Regions from separate parts of the Mus musculus genome. Here all the other regions are linked to region 1. Evidence: chromatin contacts called from public Hi-C and HiChIP or PLAC-seq data. All regions are on one chromosome and are shown on one strand. The core of a region is the stretch at or near the end of the contact, and the rest is flanking DNA. Distances in the headings are between cores, read along the strand shown. Region 1 holds the start of Pepd (peptidase D). Region 2 overlaps Chst8 (carbohydrate sulfotransferase 8). Region 3 overlaps Pepd (peptidase D).

Region 1 (2,566 bases), core at 21-2,520:
AGTTGGTTTAATTTTGACATATTTTATGTCAAAAGAAGTGGGGCTGTGATTAGCTGGGGGCAGGCTTTCCTACTACAAACCTGCTCCTCCTCTGCTATTTTTAAAAAGGCGTCCCTTATTAGGGAGTCGAGACTCTTTAGCTGAAGATGGAGCTAATGCACTCTGTGTGTGTGTGTGTGTCCAAGTTCTCAAGAGTCTGTGTGAGGTCAGGCATGTTGCTTACCCTTCTGGACCTTAGTCTCCTCCTCTGTAAGATGGTGCTAAGACAGCACCTGCCTTCCTCATGGGGCTTTTGTGAGACCACTGTGAGCAGTGGTGCTAACATCTGCAAAGCACTTGAACCAGTGTCTTTAAGTGCTGAGAGTAAGGAGGGCAGTGCCTGCCTTCTGATGCTCATTTCTCTGTAGGACTCTCCTCTATCACCAGGGCTCAGCTCTGCTATTCCCCACCTCATCCTCCCCTCCCCTGCTCTGCCCCTGCCCCTGCTTCTCTTTCTTCAGCTCCTCCATCTTGCACTTGAGGAGGTTTGGACTAGAGCCTATTAGATTTAACTCTCCAACTTATATACAAGACCCTGAAGGCCTTGCTTATCTCTCAGCCAGAGACTTTCTCCCCAGACTCCCTTTCCTGAATGCTGGAGGCTTCTATTACTCCAGTTGTCCCAGCTCTCCATCATCTTTGGCCCTCCTCCCCATGGTTTCTTTTTTCTTTTTTCTTTACCATATGAATAAATATTTATTTATTTATTTTTTAAAATTAAAAAATTTTTATTAGATATTTTCTTCATTTACATTTCAAATGCTATCCCAAGAGTCCTCTATGCGCCCCCCCCCCCCGCTCCCCTACCAACCCACTCCCACTTCTTGGCCCTGGCGTTCTCCTGTACTGGGGCATATAAAGTTTGCAAGACCAAGGGGCCTCTATTCCCAATGATACAGAAGTGGATCCCCATGGTTTCTTTATTCTTGTATGTTCTTCTCGCGGGTGGGCGGCAACATACACACAAGGTCAGGGGCTAACCTAGAATCAATTGATCTCCTGTCTCAGGACACTTCTTCCCAAGAGGGAAAGCCTTCTGGGTTGCTGCTCAAGTTCCTTCTAGTTTCTTGTGGGAATCTGAGATGCTTAATCAGCTGCAGGACTCCTCCACTTAAGGGTGTGAAGTCCGGAGCTGGAGTGGGAGGGACTGAAGCCACCACGCCCATTAAAAATCCCGCCCTGGCCCCGCCCCGTCCTCCTCAGAGGAACCCTAGCTGGTTCAGCTGACGCTGCACTCCACGTGACGCTAGCGCCGAGTGAACATGGCGTCCACTGTGCGGTGAGTGCTGAGCTTGTCCCTTGCCCTGCCTGCGGCCCGCGTAGAGGTGGCCTGCCTCGGTATTCCTAGCTGAACAGTGGGTGACAGCCTCCGAGCTCTGACTGGAGTTGCTCTGTGGCCGCGGGCTGCGGGCTGCGCGCTTCTTCTCTGGGGCACCGGAACCGAGAGCCGGGCTGGGCGAGTGGTACCTGCAGAGCCCCTGCATGCTTGCGGCTGCCCACTGGCCCTCGTGGGGCGGGGGAGGGTGGCTTCCCTGGAGTCCCGAGTGTGGCAGCCTCACCGTAAGTGGCCGAAGTGGGAGCTTCACAAATCTGTTCACTGCCACGCCCCTCCGATGAGGTGGCCAGCCTGGTCTGGGCGCCAGGTTCCCAGGCGCTTCCTCAAAAGTGAGGGAAAGTGTGAGTAGTATTTGGAGTGGCCGTGGAATATCCGTTAATCAGGCCAGCACTTTCCTGATTCTTTCCTGGCCCAAACGTCAGCTCCTCTGAGACACCTTCCCTTAATTATCTGATCAATTCTATACTGCCTGACTTTCTGTATGTCAGTTGTCTCCTCACTAGCTCCGATGCAGGCTCCATGCAGGCCTCAGTAGCCCAGTGTATTGCTCCGCTTAGACTTGCCATAATTCTGTATGATTAAAGGGTCAGTGGTTCGGCTGGGAGGAAGTTTGGACAGATGGGCTCTATTCAGTGTCACGGAAGGACAGCTGATCAAAGGTTAAGAGATAAAGACTGAGAGAGTAGGGTACATCCCTGAACTAGTAGGTTTGGTGCTAGTGACTTCTCCAGACTTTGTCCTGGGGGAGCAAGAAGGATTGTCATCTGGAATCTGCTTTTTAAGAATTTTAGACAGGGTCTCACTATGTAGCGCATGCTGGCCTTGGGACTCAGATTCTTCCTGCTTTGCCCTTCAGAGTGCTGACAATCCAGGCACGATGGCACTACACCCTGCTTGAGATCTGTTATGTTTTGCTTTGCTTTGTTTGAAGACAGGGTTCCTCTGTGTAGCCCTGGCTGTCCTGGAAGTCACTCTGTAGATCAGGCTGGCCTCGAATTTGGAGATCCACCTGCCTCTGCCTCCCAAGTGCTGGGATTAAAGGGGTGTGTCACTACTACTTGGCTTTTTTTTTTTTTTTTAGGTATTTTCCTCATTTACCACTTGGCTTCTTAAAGAGTTCCCCCCCCCCAACCCCCACCCCCGATAGCATGAGCTGTGGTTTCAGCGGAAGAGGGTGTGGACCTGGTGGTA
Region 2 (2,566 bases), core at 21-2,520, 110 kb before region 1:
TCTACAGATCCCACTAGGAGCCCCAGTAGCAGAAATTCCCAGTAGCCCCTAGGAAACCTGGACCTAAAGATATAAACAGAACGCATGTTCCCAACCCTTGGATGGGCAGGGAACTCCATAGGTAACAGCAAGATCTTCTCCCTCCACCCCCACCCCCCCCACTCCCCATCTCCCAGGAGAAAGGCAGAGGTGGCTTCTCAGGCAAAGCCATGTAGGCAGGGCTCCGGAGGACCACAATGAAGATGCAGTCACACCCCCAGCATTTATTTGAAACAGAACATTAATTCTGACTGTCATTAGAGTCCATTTCAATTTTGTAATAACATAAAAAGTTAAGAGTCTAATTTATTCATACAAATCTTGTTAGCATCCAATTTCCACATAATGTAACATATCTCTTAAAAAGCTGACAAAGCAGGAGAAATTAAAAACAGTTAAAAAAAAAAAAAGATAGTCAAGGGTTCTCACTGTCTTGGAGGCAAAGGTGAGGAGGGGGACAGAGATCAGAGTGGTTTGGAGAAAGAGCTAGATGCTTGGAGACCAGAGACGGGCAGGCTAATTCCTGACTCTTACATACCCCTCCACGTGGCCTCCCACGATATGCCAGGGGCAAGTCTGCACCAATACGCGCCACAGACAGGCCCCCTCCCCCAGTACTCCCTTCAGCAAACACATCCTAGGAAGCCTGTAACTCCCCTTAATTAGACGGCTGCAGTGTTTGCATTCGATAGCGTCGCCCTGTAATCTTGCCCATACACAGGTTTTAACTGTACATTAATCTTTCTTACACGCCACCCCCATGCTAGATCCTGTACTGGCAGCAGTTTGGGGCGGGGGGGGGGGTGTCACTTCGTTTATTCTTCAACCAAAATAGCTGCAGATGAGTGTAACTGCACGCCACCCCTCCCCCACCTCGTCCTTCCAGGTTTACCTGCTGGCTGTGGGGCTTGGAGAGAGACTCCTGTCACCTGCAAGCCACCTTCCAGCAGTGTGTTTGGTGCTTTCACAGCTGACATCAATTTTAGCAGAAAAAGGTCAGCAGCAACAAGCAATCTTCCCATCACCAGCCATGTGCTTTTGGGGTGCCTCCTCCAAACTCCCACAGGATGGGTGGGTCTGGAAGAGCTTGCCTGGGGGGGGGGTGGAGAGCACCCCGGGTGAACCTAAGAAATCTAGCAGCACTGAGGTTCCAAGGTCACTTGGAGAGCCAGGAAGGAGAAGTATAAATTACAAAGCGCTGGATGGCTGCCAGGGCCCCAGGAAGCTACATTTAGCCTGCCATTCTCCCCGCAGCAAGACGAAGCCTTAACTCTCTTCCCGGGAATTTGAATGAAATTTGTTACAGGGACATTGTGATTGAAATATCACCAATTGGCTTTACATGACAACTCTGCAATTGATGGTGAAGGCAATGGGGAGGGGTGTGTGTGTGTGTGTGTGTGTGTGTGTGTGTCTAGAAAAGGCCGGTTGCTGTAGTGTTCTCAGGCTGGCCAACGTGGAGATAAGGGTGGCCCATACAATATTTATGAAATCCAGATGAAGTCCTATGCCTTCAGTAAGCTGATATCATAACACAGATTTCAAAAAGACTCCTTGACATTTGCCCAAGATCAGATTTCCCCTGCCAGAAGCCCAGGGGGCTTTCTGCTGATGGAGGTCTATAAGCTCCCCCACCCTCCTCCTGCAATCTGCTCCTTTTAAGCCCAGGCAATTAGCACTGGGGTGGGGCCAGACGATCCAGAAAGGGGAGAAAGCAGAGTAAGTGTGCAACCGGCTCAGTGGGAAGTATTGGGAGGGGTTTTCATTGGTAAAAGATAGGTTTGCTTTTGCTGGTCAGTTGTTTGTTTGTTTGTTTGTTTGTTTGTTTGTTTTTAAGATAAGGTCTCTCAACATATCCTTAACTTGCCTGGAACTTGCTATATAAACCCGGCTGGCCAAAAACTCACAAAGATCCACCTGCCTCTGTCTCTGGAGTCTGGGATCAAAGGAGAGGAGTTTTATTGTTAAACACTTTCTGGTGTTCAGAGCAAACCAGAGGAGGGCCTTAGTGGGTGTGGCTCAGACAGTCAGAGAGAGAGAGAGAGAGAGAGAGAGAGAGAGAGAGAGAATCCATCCCAGGGATGAAAGCAAAAATGTATAACCCTGAGGCCAAAGACTTCATTCCCGCGTAGCCTCTGAGCTCTCCTCTCTCTCTTCCTCACTCTTTCTCTCTCTCCCTCCCCCTCCCTCCCTCCTTCCTTCCTTCCTTCCTTCCTTCCTTCCTTCCTTCCCCCCTTCCTTCATCCCCCTCCTCTCCTAACCCCTCTCCCTCCCCGTCCTGTTTTTTCTCTTCCAGGCTGGCATCAGACTAGCAATCCTCCTGCCTCAGCATCTCAAATGCTAGGATTGCAGGCTTGTTCCAACATACCTGATAACCTCTGATTTCTTTCAGGGAACCTTTGGAGCCATGGAGCTGTCTAAGAGGGACACCTTTCAGCCCTCCCCGGGAGACTGTCCTGAGCTCCCACAACCCTGCCTGAGCGGCTGTGTGGCTAGGAGTGGTTGTGCCCAGGAGACCATTTCCAAA
Region 3 (2,566 bases), core at 38-2,537, 89 kb after region 1:
ACAAGACAAAAAGAGTCTATAGGCAAGACTTAGGTCAGTCATATCCTGGCCAGTGCCTGAGAGCCCAGGATCCTGGACTTTGCAACCTTTGCCATGCAACCATGCATTTAATTGGGGGATTTAGAGGCTGTGACTGGAAATCCTTCCAGATTCAGGTTGTTTGCTGAATCTCAGTTTTCTGTCCCAGAGGATTTGACCATGCGATACTCTGTACAATTGAGGTGATTTGCCTAGGCCGGTTGAATCCGTCTTGGTAGCAAGCTGGAGTCCACAGAGTGGCCTGGTCCTCCTGGGTGGAAAAGCTTCCTATCGCTCCTGGGCCAAGCAGATGGATAGCTGGGATTTGCCCAGTGACAGCATCAGAGGCCCCTTGGCTGTTTTAAAGCTGCAGGTTAGCCTGGTGCCCTGCCTCAGGCTCTTTGTGGGTGGGAGGTTGTGTTGGCTTACATGGGTGCCCCTCCCCAGCCCCCGACAGACAGAATGCACTGTGCCCAGGATGGAGGGGCCAGAGGAAGCCAATGAGGTTGTTTCTATCTTCCTGCTCATTGTGCGGATGGAGAGCGTGGATACCACTTCTCTGCGCAGAAGGTTTTTGAGAGACCCAATTTTAGAGAAAGGCTTTTGGAGCAGAACTGAGCAGATAGATGTTCATATGGTGAGTTCCCTGAATCACACACCAGAACCTTGCCTATAGTTTGTTTCTGTACTTTTTAACACAGTGTTTAGGAGATTGGGTGCGCTGTATTCTAAGAGCACACGCTGCCCTGGTAAGGTTTCTTCTTGGCCTCTGCCTTCAACAGGCTTCTGTGACTCCCTGGCTGGTGGCCACTTCAAATGTACCCACCAGAAAGCCGAACGAAGAGCAGTGCCATCCCTAGAGACAGGGTGCCTGTCTTTGGGCAGAACTGCTACCAAGTATGATAAGAGGCTAGGAGAGTCTTTGAAGATGCTGTCCCTCTTGGGAAAGTTCCCTGCCCAGGAGACAAAACATGGTCAAAATAGAAACCATGAAAGAGGCATTGAGGATATGCATTCTGAAGAGTCCCCTCTGGAGAAAGTCCCTGTGTGACTCCTGTGATGATTGATGAGCTGGGACCCCAGTCCTAGCCTCCAGGGGCCTTCAGCATCCCCAGGTTTCTTGATTTCGAGTCAGGCCAGATGTAGGCCTGAGTTGCATAATTTTTAATTTGTCCGTAAAGGTAGTCTAGAAAGCAGATGGTCCTCATATCAGCCTACAGGTATAGGCTGATGGTGTGCATGAGCGACCCCTTGTGGCAGCCTCGAAAAGTCATCCTGGTTCAGGGTCACACTTGAGAAGTGTGTGAGTTGTCGCTTTGGAAAGGCACTCACTGCTGGCCAGTGTCCATCATTCTCAGAAAGTGTTCAGCAGTGAAAATAGCTTTGCTCTGATAGGAAGGTAGAACCTCTGCCTGCCTTTCAGCACAGAACACTGCAAACTAGATTTCGGGAAAAGCTTACCCACCCAGGGTCTCTCTGGGTCCCAGATGAACAGACAGATGTGCCGAGGATCACAGTGGGCGGACATGTCCTTCCTTCTTTACAGACCTGGGCGCTCTACAGGAACCCGTGTAACCCACCTGCCCAGTCCTTCACTGACAGCTGGGTACTTGCTAACGTCTTCAGCTTCCACTATTTCATGAGGGAGTCTAACTGATTGTTGTTTTGGAGTGGATTCCTACAGTGAAATTTCTGGGACTATTTCAAAGCACAAAGAACCAACTGCCTTTTAGGAAAGCTGCCCAACTCACAGTGGCAGCTGGTGGCAGTGTTTGGTGGGCAGCTGCTGGGCACTTCCTGGGATTTTTAGCTAATCCAGTGAGGGGTGAGCAGCCCCTACTCTGCCTAGTAAGACACAAAATCAGGAGGAGCCAAGTGAGCCTTCTGCAGAGGACACCGTGCGTGCCCACCACGGTGCTGGCCATTCTAGGTGTGGCCATGTGCCCACGGGACCTCAGGACTTAGGATGCTCTCTCTGCTGATTCTTCTCCCCCCGACTAATGAGAGGTGTCTCCTGCCATCTTAGTGGATGTTCCCTGAACTGCTGAGGAAGTTCATCTTCGCCCCGTAGCGGTTTTCTCCCCATCTTGTCTGCTCTTTGCCCTGTTTGCTTAGGGGACTGTGGAGTAGACATACTGATCTGTAAGAACACTCTGTAGCAGGGTGGGTGCCTCATGTTTTGCCTATATTTTGAAAATATGTTTCACAGTGTGATGTCGAGAAATTTTACGTGTCAGCTTTTAGACAGATTCTCTCCTGTGTAATTCACACCTCTGCTTAATCACATTTGCACTGTTACTGTTTGCACTACCGAAATACAACATGTGTGTGTGTTTTCCAGTCCTGACAGTTTTATTTAAAGATTTAAATTTATTTGTTATTTATATATGAAACTGTATTCAAATACAACCTCACACACTATAGCACATGGATTCACTTTTGTTGTTTAAGACAAGGTCTTGCTGTATAGCCTAGGCTGGTCTTTTTTTAATTTTAAGTTCGTAGATGTATTTATTTGATGTGTCCTAGTGTTTTGGAGTATTTTGCT

The links. A called contact is a pair of places that touch in the nucleus more often than the background predicts. HiChIP or PLAC-seq counts read pairs in DNA pulled down with a chosen protein or histone mark.
Region 2: an H3K27ac HiChIP or PLAC-seq map of embryonic stem cells shows a contact between it and region 1, with 6 read pairs. The contact joins the enhancer-like site here to the promoter of Pepd in region 1. A contact is called at or near these places in 6 of 39 promoter capture datasets (3T3-L1-derived adipocytes, cranial neural crest, embryonic stem cells and 3 more), 1 of 484 Hi-C or Micro-C datasets (cerebral cortex), 4 of 115 datasets of contacts at active chromatin or transcription factors (craniofacial prominence, embryonic basal ganglia, embryonic stem cells and 1 more) and 1 of 9 other capture datasets (adipose tissue).
Region 3: a contact with region 1 is called in a Hi-C map of muscle stem cells, with 3 times the contacts expected there. The contact joins the enhancer-like site here to the promoter of Pepd in region 1. A contact is called at or near these places in 5 of 39 promoter capture datasets (the 3T3-L1 cell line, hematopoietic stem and progenitor cells, hippocampal neurons and 1 more), 15 of 484 Hi-C or Micro-C datasets (the C2C12 cell line, the G1E-ER4 cell line, embryonic stem cells and 6 more) and 2 of 9 other capture datasets (liver and pancreatic islet).

Annotation. Positions count from the first base shown.
Region 1 is chr7:34,911,137-34,913,702 of GRCm38.p6, forward strand. Pepd (peptidase D) reads left to right here and starts at 1,271. Exons shown (of 15, transcript NM_008820.2): 1 at 1,271-1,318. The coding sequence starts at 1,302.
Region 2 is chr7:34,797,586-34,800,151 of GRCm38.p6, forward strand. The region is part of intron 1 of Chst8 (carbohydrate sulfotransferase 8); the gene reads right to left. Among named protein-coding and RNA genes, the nearest start is that of Gm38987, 14 kb to the right of the region's middle. Within about 2 kb of position 1,271, at least 23 of the 459 cell types and tissues checked have an H3K27ac peak or open chromatin away from gene starts, as enhancers often do. A contact at or near this core is called in craniofacial prominence and embryonic stem cells, where this site is marked.
Region 3 is chr7:34,999,749-35,002,314 of GRCm38.p6, forward strand. The region is part of intron 9 of Pepd (peptidase D); the gene reads left to right. Among named protein-coding and RNA genes, the nearest start is that of Gm35534, 11 kb to the left of the region's middle. Within about 2 kb of position 1,288, at least 1 of the 459 cell types and tissues checked has an H3K27ac peak or open chromatin away from gene starts, as enhancers often do. A contact at or near this core is called in muscle stem cells, where this site is marked.